2 separate regions of the Sus scrofa genome follow, and region 2 is linked to region 1. A link is a contact called in public Hi-C data. All regions are on one chromosome and are shown on one strand. Each heading gives the region's core, a stretch centred on a gene start, on an enhancer-like site or on the middle of the called end of the contact. The rest is flanking DNA. Distances are from core to core; before and after follow the strand shown. Region 1 overlaps DLGAP1 (disks large-associated protein 1). Region 2 overlaps DLGAP1 (disks large-associated protein 1).

What was found. A called contact is a pair of places that touch in the nucleus more often than the background predicts.
Region 2: a contact with region 1 is called in a Hi-C map of epiblast stem cells, with 2.2 times the contacts expected there. The contact joins two enhancer-like sites. A contact is called at or near these places in 1 of 5 promoter capture datasets (liver), 12 of 47 Hi-C or Micro-C datasets (adipocytes, embryonic fibroblasts, epiblast stem cells and 6 more) and 2 of 2 datasets of contacts at active chromatin or transcription factors (alveolar macrophages and skeletal muscle).

Annotation. Positions count from the first base shown.
Region 1 is chr6:103,077,834-103,085,375 of Sscrofa11.1, forward strand. All of the region lies in intron 7 of DLGAP1 (disks large-associated protein 1), which reads left to right. Among named protein-coding and RNA genes, the nearest start is that of TGIF1, 150 kb to the right of the region's middle. Within about 2 kb of position 2,533, at least 8 of the 83 cell types and tissues checked have an H3K27ac peak or open chromatin away from gene starts, as enhancers often do. A contact at or near this core is called in epiblast stem cells, where this site is marked.
Region 2 is chr6:103,128,637-103,136,178 of Sscrofa11.1, forward strand. All of the region lies in intron 7 of DLGAP1 (disks large-associated protein 1), which reads left to right. Among named protein-coding and RNA genes, the nearest start is that of TGIF1, 100 kb to the right of the region's middle. Within about 2 kb of position 4,810, at least 69 of the 83 cell types and tissues checked have an H3K27ac peak or open chromatin away from gene starts, as enhancers often do. A contact at or near this core is called in epiblast stem cells, where this site is marked.

The DNA.
Region 1 (7,542 bases), core at 1,283-3,782:
AAAGCCCATTCTCAAACGCTGCCAGCTCAAAATAATTTTATGTCACAGTGGCATATTCTGGGCACCTTCACAAGGTGCCAGGGCCAAAGACAACTGCCCTTGGCGCCCATTGCTAGCAGATTTGGGCTCTAGCATAGCCCTGAGGGCAGAGCTCTGCACTGATACGAGACAAGAATGGAACATTGCAAGCCCCAACATTCTCAAGAAGTCCAGTCACGTCAGTCTGGAAGTGTCAGGGATGTGCTTAAGTCCAGGTTGGCACTGAGGCCATCCTCAGACACAAGACCAGCACTGGAGAAGCCCCACTGCCAGAACATGCCTTTGTATTGGGGGGATTTTCATGGAGTCTCATAGTTGGACTTGGCCAACTGACTTTCAACAGTGCAGAATTTTTTTATCTCCCCTAGTTTATCATAGTGGGAAACACACATGGTCCTCCTCATCCACAAATACTTGCCGAGCATTTATTCGCACCAGACCATGTATTCTACTGGTGGCATCCTCATTTTGACCATTGAGGAAACTGAGACACAGAGAAGTTTAGGGACTTTTCCAAGGTCAAAGAGCTGGTCAGTGAGCCATCAATACCTATTCAGTTTGACGCTAAAATTCAAGCTCTTAACAACCATACCTGTGCTTCTAATGTGAGGCCCTTCTATCTTGAATTTTTTTTAGTAAATAAAAGCATAATAAATGGTTTCAAGGAGCTTTTATGGATTGTATTGATGTACTATATTATAACCTAAAAAGCAATCTTGGAGTTCCCGTTGTGGCTCAGCAGATTAAGAACCCAACATAGTGTCCATGAGGATGTGGGTTCGATCCCTGTGAGGGTTAAGGATCCATTGTTGCCGTGAGCTGTGGTGTAGGTCACAGATGTGGCTTGGATCCCATGTTGCTGTGGCTGACCCCTACCCTGGGAGCTTCCATACGCCACAGCTGTAGCCTTAAAAAAAAAAAAAATTAAAAAAAACAAAAAACAAAAAGCACTCCTGCTAATAGCATCACTCTCCCAACCCATCCTACCATCGTAATATAACAGATCCCTCAGATCTGCTCATTTCTTCTACCCTAAGACAATATCTAACGCAGAATAACTAATATCATACACATCATACATGGGTGGGTCTGACCCTTGATTCACAGTTTCAATTCCTTTGTAAGCTGCCCATCAATACTCATAACCTATCCTAGACCACAATGTTTCATGATTCTCGTCTGTCACTCAGTGATGATGGCCTCAGCCAACGTGCCACAGTATCTTCAATAACACCATTTAGAAGCTTTGCACTTGCTCTTAGAAACGTCTGCCCCAAAGACATTTGTGATTGAATCAGTGATAATGAACTTAATTCATGATCTTTCTAGAGTAGAGGTTCATTTGGGGAAGAACAGCAGTTTGAATAATGTTATGTATTTCTAGATTGTTAGAGGTAGATATATTCTAATTTTTAGTTATTCGACCATTTCCCCCACATCTGGACATCATGCCTGCATGATTTCAGGGGGCTTACAGACCCCTGAAGTCCCATCCAAGGACCACATTCTCCTGCCTCCAATTTTGTTGCCATATTGGCTTTCCGCTGCTGTTGATTAGGAAGTGCATTTGATCCTTTTGTGAACAGCATTATAATATCAATCAAACAATCAATTTTTGTTGTACATGTACCCTCTGCCAGTCATCATGCTAGTCAGAGCACATACAGTTATAAGTCAGATATAACTCTTGCTTCCAAGTTTCCATCGGAGAGAGAAGCATGAAGGCAGAGAAAGACAGGACTGTTCAGGTGTGTACAACATGCAAAAGAAAAGCTAGGAAGTGCTGTAAAACACAGGAGATAGTTGAGTTGGTTCGAAAAAATGCCTAAGTGTGCAGAAGCCACTCACAGGACCATTTATATAGAAAAACTTGGCAGATTAGAAACGGATCAATTTCTTTTAAGAGCTACTTGAAAATCGCAGAAGATTCTGTAGAAGGGTGGAGAAGAAAAGAATCCTAATTTCGAAGTTCTATTCCATGTCTTGTCAAACCATGTCTACATTCTCGGGCTGCAGATAAAACTGGGAGCTGCATCCTCACACAGCTTGACTATAGCATTCTTTGGGCTTTCTACGTGATGGTGTAAAACAGCACGCAAACGCCAGGGGGCAATGCCGTTTCACCAAAAATCACAGGAAATGCTCCAAATGGTATTTTACAGCATCCTGGTGCAAAGGTGAAGTCTTTAATAAAAACAGAGTTTTGCAAAGGAAAAAAAAAAAAAAATTCATTTTAATCCTTTCTTTGAAAGCTTCCTGAATTGCCCTCAAAGTTACCTTTTGGCATTTGTGCACAGCTGAACATTTTGCAATATTATTTGCAAAAGAGTTACTTGAAATTTTTTCTCAATACAGCTGCCTGATCTTTCCCATCTGCCTAAGAAATCTAACCAGCCCCCAGCCAGCCTGATTTCACAGCAGTGGGACTGTTGCATCCTCTGCCCAACATGGGCTCTGCCCCTTTGGTGGAGCTGCGGCTCCCTTAAAAGTAATTCCATTCCCGCCTGTGTTTCGTTTTGGCTCAGCGGCCGCCAGGTGTCTGCCCTCCCTGAACCCCCGAGGATGAGAGATCAAAGGTGTGTCTGCATCTGCCTTCCTGCCCAGCTCTGTTACAGGTTCAAAAGGGACAGGTACAGTATTGTGCATTTAGGGAGGGAGGACAAATCAGTTATGTGGAAACTGGCAACGTCCCAGAGAGTGTGAACTCGCCAAAATGATGTGGAATGTGTCTGTCTACACTGTAGTCCTGCCATTTGGGGAAAGTTTTCTTTTAAAATGAATGAGAATGTTATGCCTAAAGGGAGGTCTTTTTTTCTCTGACTGGAGCCCTACCAAACCCTCTTAAGGACACATTGTACATAGGCCTATTTGGAGACTACTGTTAAGAGAAACATAATAGCAGAGTTCCCTTGTGGCCAGCGGGTTAAGGATCTGGCTGTTGTCACTGCTGCAACCTGGGTCGATGCTGTGGCACAGGTTCAACTCCCGGCCCAGGAATTTGTGCATGCTGCAAACGTGGCCAAAGAGAGAAATATAAGGAGGTACGGAAAAATCCTTTTTAAATGATGAAATGGAAAATTTAAGGATATTTAGAGGGACCTGGAATTATTTCACCTATGGCAAATATGACAGACTTAGGACTTAAAGAAAGAGAAGAAAATTTTTAAGAAAGACAATTTTCAATGCATCATCTATTTTCCACATCCACAAGACTCAATACGCAGGGAAATACTTTTTTAAAAAACATTAGACAGGAGTTCCCATCGTGGCTCAGCGGTTAACGAACCCAACTAGGATCCATGGGGATGTGGGTTCAATCTCTGGCCTTGCCCAGTGGGTTAAGGATCCGGCGTTGCCATGAGCTGTGGTGTAGGTCACAGATACAGCTCAGATCCCATGTTGCTGTGGCTGTGGTGTAGGCTGGCGGCTACAGCTCCGATTCGACCCCTAGCCTGGGAACCTCCATATGCCGTGGGAGCGGCCCTAAAAAAATAAATAAATAAGTAAACGGTAGAGAGCAAATTAGATATTAAGAAAGTAGTTTTGGAAGCACTGGTAATGGAAGGTCTGGAAACTTTACCCAGGCTTCAGCTCTCCTGCATGCGGAATTCTCTCCTACAGCAGTGCTGAATGAAAAGGAAGGGTAGACAAGGCTTACCACCCAGTAAGAAGTTATTTCTGAACTTAAACTTAGAAACCATTTGGAAAGTTGAGCACCCACAAGTTTCTTGAGAAAGTCTCAGGCAAGGTCCCTAATTTCCAGCAAAGACAGAACTGTGAGGGAACACCGATTGGTTTTTTCTCTCGTTCCCCTGTGTCCACTCGCCCAGAAGCAACGTTGAGCTTCCTCTTCTCTGCACATCGATGACCCAAAGGAATATCAGCAATGCAGCACAGTTGTGCCATGCTGCCTGTCACACTGTCTTTCTCCAGTTATGATAGCTTTGAGTCCAAATGCACACCGTATGCGAGAGAGAACAGTGGCACAGCTATTAAAAGCTATGGTGAGGACAGAGCCCTTATCAGCTGCATCAAATCTTTTTATCCACTTAAATATTTATTCAGCCCTATGTCCAGTCCCACTACTTGACTCTGGAAATCTTTGATGATCAAAGCATCGTGCTCACAATGTAGAAGCGGAGAGTGGCATTAATGAAATAATCACTGAGATAATTGTTCTGAAAGAAACACAGCTCTTGCAGGAGAATCTGCTGTAACAAAGGAACTCATTTAGAGGGTCAGAGAGAACTTCCCAGAGAAAATCCTCATAAGCTAAGAGCTGAGTGATCAGGAAGCATGAGGGTGGGCACAATTAATATTCAGGGAACTAGAGGGTGTTGTGACCAGAGTACAGGCTGCTAAAGGCTGAGATGCCAGGTAAGGTCAAAGTTCATGTTCAGTTATCTGTTGCTACGTATGACTTCAAGGCAGAGCGTAGGAGCTTAAAAACAGTCCCTTTATTATACCCTATGATTGTATGGGACACAAACTTAGATGGGGTTCACCTGGGTGGTTCTTCTATTTCACATTCAGCTGGAGGGTGGGCTGGGCTAGGAGGTCCGGGATGGCATCATTCACATGGTACCTTGGGTTCAGTGTCTGGAAGTGTGTGCTCAGCTGGGGCTGCTGAATGGAGCACCTGTAAGTGGTACCTCCAGCACTGCAGCTTCAAGACATCTTACATGGTAGCTCAGGTCTCCCAGAGAGGGCATCCCAGAGACAGCAAGTATTAAGGTCGGACCCAAACAGCATCATTCCCATCATATTCCATTGGTCAGAGCAGTCCTAGAGGCCACCCAGGTCAAGGGAGACAGCAGAGATGCCACTTCTCAATGAGAACAGTTTCAAATAATTTGTGGCCATCTTAGTCAGCCATGCTTCACCCTCTGGACACACACTATATTCTTCTGGAGGCAAAATATCCTCACTCCTAAAGCCCTCCAGAAATGTCGTCTCATTATGGCAGTAAGTTCAAGCTTGAGGTCTTACCATCTAAATAAGAGTCAAGGGTTGATGAGGCAACTTTGATGTAGTTCTCCAGTATATTTTCTCTCCATATGAAGACTTCTGAACTGAAATGAAAATTATCTACCCTCCCCCTGACACACACCCAGCATATTATACTGATGATACAGAGGTGAGATCAATGCAGTGAGCATTCTCATTCAAAGAGTGGAGGAACAAGAGCATCGAGCAATCACTGGCCTATGGCAATTCTGAAATCCACATGTTGCCAGTTCTTTGACGGAAGGTCCCAGTCCTGCTCCCTGGAAATGATTCTCTGAAATTCTGATCACCATCCTGAAAACTCTTGGCCACACCTTCTAAGTTATCCTATTTCCATAATGTCTTAGCCTGAGTTTCCATAACTAAATACCACAGACTGGATGGCCTAAACAACAGATTTATTTTTCACAGTTCAGAAGGCTGGAAGTCTGAGATCAGGGTACCAGCATGGTCAGGTTCTGGTGAGGACTCTCTGTCTTGCATATGGTCACTTTCTCACTGCACTCACATGGCCTTTCCTCAGTGTATACATGAAGAGAGAGAGAGCAATCTATTTCTCTTCCTCTTCATTTGAGGTTACTAATCCCATCCTGAGGGCCTCACCCTCAAGACCTTATCTAAACCCAAATACCTGATAAAGGTCCTATCCCCAAATACCATCACACTGAGGGTTAGTTAGGGTTTCAACATATGAATTTAGGGCAGTGGGGAGGAGAATACAATTTAATCCACAGCACGTAAGAAATGGCATTTGCAACTAAATAATCTTCTCAGCCTTATTTCCTGTACATAGATGTTTGGAGGCTTTACGCCTCTTCCACTTTGAACTACTTCTGCCAATTTTTGTCCAAGCTGATAACGTGTCACTAATGCACTTCTCTTGAAATCTCTGTGGGCTTCCTATGAATCTTATTAGACTTCGCTCTGTTAGACAACATACTCTCAAGTCTCCTCAAAACAGTCCCGTCTTTGTCCTGGGCTCAGAATCAGGGTGCTGTGAGAAAACACTCTTAGGATTCTTAGATTTTTGTCTCTTTCAGAAATTTATGAGGTGCTTTTGTCTCTTTCACAAACTTATGAGTTACACACTTGTCTTTCTGAAGTCATAAAAAAGTTTTAGGGCCACACCCTTGAGATGTTCTCCACCATCAATTTCTACTTTAAGAGCCTTTTGTCTTTGAAAAAACTAGGAATGAGAAACCCTTTTTTTTTTTAAACCAATAAGTACTAGCTCTATATATTTCCTCTAAATTTTGCTTGAAAACTGAACAGTTCCTTTTTTTTTTCCTATTTTTCAAGGCCGCACCCGCAGCATATGGAGGTTCCCAGGCTAGGGGTCTAATCAGAGCTGTAGCCACTGGCCTACACGACAGCCACGGCAACCTGGGATCCAAGCCACATCTGTGACCTACACCACAGCTCACAGCAACACCGGATCCTTAACCCATTGAGCAAGGCCAGGGATCGAACCTACATCCTTATGGATCCTAGTTGGGTTGGTTAACTGCTGAGCCAAGAAGGGAACTCCAACAGTTCCTTTTTTTTTTTTTAACTTATCTTTATCTATCCTTCATCATATGCAACTTTTTTTTTTTTTTTTTGCTTTTAGGACCACACCTGAGGCGTATGGAAGTTCCCAGGCTAGGGGTCTAGTTGGAGCTACAGCTCACAGCAATGCCAGATCCTTAACCCACTGATCGAGGCCAGGGATTGAACCCACAACCTCATGGTTCCTGGTCGGATTCATTTCCACTGTGCCACGATGGGAACTCCTGCAACTTTTTTAAAAGAACCAACTAGGATTTTAAGCATTCAACCTGGAAATCTCCTTACTACAATCTATGAATTCTTTAGGTATATTTTTACTTTCCATGTTACTGCAGTTGACAATGTTGCCAAGCCTTCCGTCTCTATATCAGAAGAGTTGCCTTGTCTCTGGTCTCCCAGTTGGGGTGGACAGTGGCAATTTTTCCCTGTCATCCCAGCCTTCATCTGCAAGCTCCTCAAAGCCTTCTAGCATCTTCCCTGAGCTGATGGTATTTGTAGGAATGTCTGCACCTGGTCTCTTCATCATAGCAGTCTTAGGTATGTCAGTATTTCTAGAGGGAGAGCTCCAGGAGGCCTAAGAAAAGAGGCTGCCTGTTTCATAAAGGTTGAGCACTGACCTTAGGAGAGAATCATCCCCGCCGTGTCAAAGCAATCTCAAAGCTTGCCCTGATTTAAGAAGAGGTGCCATTGCCCACATCTGTCTATGGGAGGTGTATGGGAGAATTTGTGACCATTTTTATTTTGCTACGGGTGACATAATGGGGGGCTTTGCAAAGAATGTGAAAGCTTCTGAATAAAGGTTTTGTTTTGGGGGTTTTTTTTTTTCCCCTTCTTAAGGCCACACCCACTGCATTTGGAAGTTCCCAGGCTAGGGGTCAAATCAGAGCTACAGCTGCCAGCCTATGCCACAGCCACAGCTACGCCAGATCCAAGCCGAGTCTGCAGCCT
Region 2 (7,542 bases), core at 3,560-6,059, 53 kb after region 1:
TTGGATTCTTCTTTTCCTTGAGGATACAGAAGAAACCCTGCTGGAGTTCCCGTTGTGGCTCAGTGGTTAACAAACAGGACTAGTATCCATGAGGACTACGGTTTGATCCCTGACCTTGCTCAGTGGGTTGAGGAGCCGGTGTTGCCATGAGCGGTGGTGTAGGTCGCAGATGAGGCTCGGATCTAGCCTTGCTGTGGCTGTGGTGTAGGCCAGTGGCTACAGCTCTGATTTGACCCGTAGCCTGGAAACCTCTATGTGCCACGGCTACGGCCCTAAAAAGACGGGGGAAAAAAAAAAAAGGAAAGAAAGAAAGAAGCCCTGCTCACCCACCAGGCCAAGCCCACTGCCACCTGGTCATTACCCATCCGCCACTGTCTTGGTGGGCTGGACTGGGCTGGGCTGGAGCCCCATCCGGGACTGAAGATGCCTGGGAGGAGGAAGCCCAGAGCGGGAGCTCTGCCGGACTGGCCATCCTCCTTCAGCTGCGGTTCTCAAAGCCCCTAGCCCAAACCTGACCTTGAGACTACTTGTGGTGTGATTTCTGCACCTCCTCCTGCAGAAAGAAGGCCAGAGTACCAGGCCCCCTGTATGTGTCATGCATGTTAACTTTCGACCACCCAGAAAATTCTCAATTCCAAGCACACTTGACCAAGAGATTCAGAAGAGGACTTTTGGATGCAGACATTCTTCTCACAGGATTCAGAGGAGAACTTAAGCACAAAAGTCGAAGGCAGCTCTTTAGAAGAAGAGAAGGGAGGCTGTGCTGGAAAGAACCCGGTTCCAGTAGGACCCCATGCTGCAGAATGTGGGTGACCCAAACTCTCAGGCCTCCTGGTCACTTGCAGGGTTGGGATTAGTGGTCAGGGCCTGGCTTCAGGGAACACAGTGAGTGAAGTGATGGTGGGTAGCAGGCAGGGTAAGTGGATAGATTTTCCAGCTGGCCTCACCAATTTCCTTGGCTTTTTTTATTTTTGGCAAATGACCAGCTGTAAGGCAGAATTGTAAATGCAGTCTTTTTTTTTTTTTTTTTTTTTTTGTAGTCTCTTTTGTAGGGCTGCACCCGAGGCATATGGAGGTTCCCAGGTGAGGGGTCAAATCAGAGCTGTAGCTGCTTGCCTTTGCCACGGCCACACCAGATCTGAGCCAGGTCTGCAACCTATACCACAGCTCACTACAATGCAGGATTCTTAACCCACTGAGAGGGGCCAGGGATTGAACCTGCATCCTCATGAATGCTAGTCAAATTTGTTTCCATAGAGCCACAACGGGAACTCCGTCAATACAGTCTTTAAGTGGCCTTGACAAACCCACTGAATAGGCTAATGGTGTTCACTGCCCGGTGTGGACAGAAAGACCCAACTTCTTCTCTGGATCTGTGTCCTCATCTGTCAGTGACACAGTTGGACAATGAGGTGTCATTTTAAAGCACTGATCCTATCATTTGAGAGTCAGCGAAGGGCTGGTAGCCTTTCAGGTCCCAGGGGGCTGACAGCCGGTAACCCACAGGTTAACCCGCAGAGGTGTTCCTGCCTTTCCTTTGAGGAGGGGGCTCCAGGGAGGAAAGAGAAAAGGAGTGGGGTGAATAATTACCTGCCTGACCACACAGACTAGGCCCCCCGGCCTCCCACAAGCCCCGCTCTCTGAACACAGCCATTCCTCCTCATGGTGCTTCGACCTACTGGAAGGCAAGCTGGATGCATTTTCTTTCTACTCTGCTCCCTCACACATCCTGTTTGCCCAGGTTTGCCTAGTGCAAAGCTCCTGCTCCAAGCCCAGCACTCCAGCCAGGCCCTCTGTCATTGTGCAGCAACAGTGGTGGTCTTGACAGACGGTCCGCCTTCCCTCCAAAGCCCAGAGTCTGCCTGGGAGCACGAGGGACAAACTGATCCAGCCACAAGGTTCAGGGAGGATTCAGCCTGATGGACTCTCCTCAGACGTGACCTCCTCTGGTTGGCACACAGGCCGCCCTGTCTCGAGAGACAGTGACCCTGCGCCTATCTGGAGACAGCCAGCCCCTCCACACGGCCCCGAGGCCAGGACATCTGAGGTCTGCTGTGGGTCCCAGGCTGGCCACCATGGAGAGCCCTGCTGAGCTGCGCGATCCTGCCTCAGGCTCCAGGTCTCATGGAGCCAGTGACACGTGCACTCATGAAACGAGCTTTCATGAAGTGAGACCAGGAGGTAAAGAGAGCTCTTGACGCTAAGATACCCAGCTTGTGCAGGAATAATAAGTCACAGAAGAATAAGGACTGGATGGAACTGAGAAGGAGACAAGCAGTGCTCAGGGACAGGGCCGTGGACATCAGGGGCCCCCACGCAGCCATTCGCTCCCTTCTCCAGAGGTCAAGCTGGGCAGAGGGTGGAGGAAGCAGGTGGATAAGCCATAGGACTGACTGGCTCCAGCTGATACTAGGTAGGGTTTTCACATGCTCGCTCCGTGTCAAAAGTTGGCCAATTCCAACCACACTTGGCCAGCACTTGGCCGATGCCAAACAGAAGTAGCCACTGGTGAAGGCAGATGGTGTTGCAACATCCAAGGTCACAGAGGATGGCTTTGCTGAGCCTTCATTTTACTTCTACCCCTGCTGACCCTTCTTTCCTGATTATTAGTCCCTTTTTCTTCTTCTCCAGGAAGTCCCTTCTCGTCTCTGTTCCTTCCTCTATGTACCAAGTACTGACCCAGATAGTTCCACGTGCCATGCATGTCCTAAGCACTGTGGTCATCACGGATACAGTGGACAACAATGCCTGACCTTGTGATCCTAACATCCTTAACCAACTCCTTTCTCTCAGTCTGGGGGCAGGGGCGGGGATTCACCTAATAGAGAACATAGGCAAGTACTGCTGAGAAGTGATGGAAATGAGAGCTGGTGGATGAGACACCTAAAAGAAAAAATGTCCTCCCTGCTCCTGGCACCAGCCTTACCCCAGACCCTCCTAGGCATGTAGTCTCCCCACAAGACCGGTCTGCCCTCCCAGGAAACCTTATTTAATTCTGTAACCCTGACCGCCGGCCCTGAATCTTCCCTTCCTGTCAACAGTCCATTCAACCCAGGAAGACCTGCTGACCTGGCTGGGACAGATTTTGAAAAATATGCACAGTTACCAACATGAGGAAAAAAAAAAACAAAAAACCAAAACACCCTAAGTCCTAGAGGAAGTGGTATATCTGATGTAGTGGTAGAAATCACTTCAACAAGTTGTGGAACAAATGGAAATTTAAGCCCAAGAGATGAAACTGCCAGGGCAGCCGCTGGTGTGTGTGGATGACTCAACAGCACCTGTTGGGGAGGCTGGGAAAATGAACCGTGAAATCCTGATGGCTTTCCCTCCTGGAAGCAACGGCCATGCCTTGCAAATTAGTGAGTGAGCCTGGTGTTCTCAACATCCTGACACGAAACTTTGTGCCTCGTTCTCTGAAGGCTGTGACTCACCTCAGCTACTGGTCAAATGATTCTTACTCAGAGCCCTTGGTTTGTAATCTGGAACGTTAAAGGATCGAGTCAAGGACTAGCCAGATGTCTGCTGCCTTTCAAGATGTTCCTTTGAAATGACTGATTTCAGGCAAGAACTGGTTTTACATATGGTAACCCTCCATTTCTCAGAGTGGTTAACTTCTTGCCAAGCTTCATTAAAGGTTCCCATGAGAGGCTTCAGATCTCAGTGCCTGGACCTGGGCCTTCTAAAATGACTTTCCTCCAAACAACACTTAACTTCCTTTAATTTAGTTAATTAATGGAACTTTCTGAAGAGAACAGCGGCTTTGATCTGAACCTCTTTCTTAGTTTTCTTAACATTTCCGGAAAGGGACAAAGGGGGCTGCCCTTGCAACTGACTAGAGCTACCAGGGCCTCACAACTGTAATCCTTCCTCCAAATCAGGGACCGGATTGCTCCGAAGGAGGGAGGAGCCCAGGAGAGGAAGAAGCCTTGGTTAAAAAGACTGCCCTGGGCATTTTCGTGGGTGTTTGCCCCACACAGAGATAAAAGAGCTAAGGTGGGGCTGCAAAGCAGGCTCTCTGGGAGGCTGGGCCAGCAGTTTGGGAATCCTAAATCATCTTTGCAAATAAACTAACAGGAAACCAGTGAAGGGAATTAGAAATGTTTCTACCTGAGAGAAAGGCTTCTGCAAACAATCGACAAATTCAGATAAAAATGGAAAATGCCAGTCCCACCCAGCAGAACCCTCGTTTTCTTGGCTATTCATCCTCACTGCCATCCACTTAACCAAAGAGCGGCAGCAGCTTTTGCTTTTCAACTTGCCAAGGTAACAAAAACTGTTGCCCTAGCAGCTGCTGGGGGGGGGGGGGAAGGTCAGCACCCTCAACCCAGAGCTCTTACCCTTAATTTTAAGGTGGTAAATTAAAAAGCAAGACATTCTGGGTCTTGACTTACTCTTTGCGTTTTTTTCTGGAAGACAAAAGCAGCCAAGCCATCCCCCTTCCTTGTGACTTACCTGGGAGCCGAGCCTCGGATTTCCAGGTACATCGGTGATGTTCCGAGATTGGTCACCAGGGGGCGCTCGAGAGCGGGCTGCCTGCAGCAATACTTTGTTTTCTCAGACTGAGCTGGGAGGGAGGGGGGGTGGTGAGGGAGATGCCGCTGGCTTTAAAAAAAAAATCCTTTTGTTCTCTGAAATCCTGCTGCCTGCCGTTTTAGAAGGCAAAGGTTGCCACGTTACCTGTTGCCAGGTTCCTGCGAGTGCTTGGGGAAAATGTGGGCGACAAAGGTAACGCACAAAGTCCTCGGGCTCGGTGGCTTTCAAGCCCTTTGGCCGGGCTGGGCGCTGACATTTGGAGCGCAGCTGCGGCGATCGGCCCAGCATTGTTGGGTTGTAGTTCTAACAGAGGAGTGGCTGCGTCTGACATCATTTCCAGGCATGGAGTGCCTGGGGCTTTTTTTTCTTTCCTTCTTTCTTTTCTTTTTTTAATGACTAACTTTCTAACCCCCCCCCCCCACACACACACACACACGCACACCCCGGTTTGGGACAGTACACGCACTGTGCACGACAAGCCTCACCTCAGGAAGCCCAAGTTTTGTAGCAACTTGTTAAAATAACTCGGGTGCCTCAGGAAAAAAAAAAATCTGTGACTCTGAAACAAACCTTGCCATTCTTCCTCTGAGAACAATGTTGTGTTTGATTTGCAGCAGAAAGCGCTGCTCTCCCCGGCTACTATCGACTGAATAGATCTCGGAGCCAGACAAGCTGAGGCTTGGGCGTTTGTCTGGCATTAGGAAGTGTCTGGAATACTAGTAACTACCCACTGGCAAGTCCTATGACTACAAAAGTTATTACAGCAGCCCTCCCTCTCTGTCCACATCCCGCTCCGCCCCCTACACCCTCACACAGGCCCTGCTTTTTTCTACTTGACCGAGGAAAGGTTAGCTGTTCCTGCGGTTTCCGTGGAGGATGGCTCTGGTGGAAATCGTTCTCACAGCCTCTTCCCTTGAGCCAAAACTAACCAGGGGGAAGGCCAGCAGCGGCCCGGGTCCCCTCAGAAGCCCCGGCCCCGCCCCCGCGGCCCTGGGATGGCCACCCTCTCCCCGTGGGGCCAGCAGGGCGCGGACCACTGACCAGCACACTTTGGGTGGCCTGTACATGTTGAGCTGTAAATATTTTGAAAGAAGGCGGTTATTTTTCCCCGTGTGGTGTTTTTTGCGGCGTTTCTCCCTTTGGCAGCAGTTTTCAAGCTGCATGGGCACACCCCTTGCTGACCCATCCACATGCATGCATCCTCCTCACCTTTGCCCAGGTCCTGCAGCTGGGAGCCGTCTCCTGGAATTTGTCACAGAAAGCATTAAGCTTTACTGGCCAAGGCATTTAAGGTTTAATAGCAGATGAGTCCAGGTGATTTGAGTGAAGGAAAAGAGGTGGCATTTGGAGGCCAGAGAACACTAACTCTACCACCTCGTAGCTGCATGACTTAGAGCAATCAGTTACCTGCCCTGAGCCTCTGTCTTACCATCATATATATATATGGGTTTAGTGAGATCTCCCTGGGTCTCGAGACCCTGTCTATTAAATTCGCACGGAGCTCCCGTCGTGGCGCAGTGGTTAATGAATCTGACTAGGAACCATGAGGCTGCGGGTTCAGTCCCTACCCTTGCTCAGTGGGTTAACGATCCGGCGTTGCCGTGAGCTGTGGTGTAGGTTGCAGACCGGCTCGGATCCCGCGTTGCTGTGGCTCTGGCGTAGGCTGGCGGCTACAGCTCCGATTCGACCCAGAGCCTGGGAACCTCCATATGCCGCAGGAGCGGACCAAAGAAATAGCAAAAAAAAAAAAAAAAAAAGCCCCCAAAAATAATAATAATAAAAATAAAATAAAATAAATTTGCAGCGCGTTGAATGTTACAAAGGATGGTGATTAGGTTGATCTCACGGCAGATGAAAGTCAAGACACGCTCCATCTCATCATCTTTGTTTTCACCTGGGCTTGTGCTTTTATCCTGGGAACACACCCTGGCCAAACCATCAACTTTTCTGGTGCTTAGTAGGGGGTCTGGCCTGGGGAGTGTGTCACCATGGGGAGCATGGCTCCCACAGTTTGTTGTAAGTTCAGCCCCTCTGGGTCAGCCTGCCTGGAAGCAGCAGCAGCAGCAGCAAACTTCTCTGTTAGGAGTTTTATCTTCATTGGTGCCAAGATCTGTTCCCAGGATGCCAGAACAGTCCTATCTGCTACCAACAGCCTGTGGGTAACTCTCCTGGCTTCCTGCTTTGGCTGTTTATCATCCCTCTCAATGGGCCCCTACTTCTCTGACTCTTTTCTGGGTTCTATTCATAAAGCCACAGGAGCTCTGGCTTGGGAGGCAACTCTGCTCACCACTATACCACCAACGCACACTGGGAGCTCCAGTCTGAAAGAAGTCTTCTCTACTTCAGACCTCCCACTCCCACCCCCCGCAAGGTGATGGTACAGTTGCAGTAACTTCCTAGCCAAAAGATGAGCTGGTCTGTACTTGCACACTTCCAGGGACCGAGAGGTCACTCCCCAGCAAGTTCCCCTATACACTATCTTTGGACAAGTGACTCATAGACAAGTATTCTTTATGCCTCTCTGAGCTTTTCCTTTTGTGGTTTCCCTGTGGGCTTCATACAGCCCAAGTCTAGGCACCCTCTACACGATAGCCTTCGAAATAATTGTAAACCCTGTCTTCCTTGCAAACAACGTGTCCTCTGTCCTTAAGCCATTCCTTATAAGACATGTTTTTCCGCTCCTTGGAATACCCTGCATCTTCTTCTTAAAGAAAGGCCAGAAAAGGCAGCACAGCAATCTTTGTATCCTTTTAAATATTACACATCTATGTAAACATGGCTTCGTAGAAATAGACATGTCGCCTGCCATTAAAACCACAAGTTCACTCTTCCCATCCTGCATTTGTGCAATGCTCCCTTTACGTCCCAAGTTCAGCTCTTTCCACCTTTTTTTTTTTCCCCTTTTGGTGTCTTCACACCATTTCTCTTTCTAAATTAGCCTACGGTTTCAAGTTACCTAATTTCTTCTCAATCTCACAAGCAGTACCTCTGCCCCATCCCCCGGAT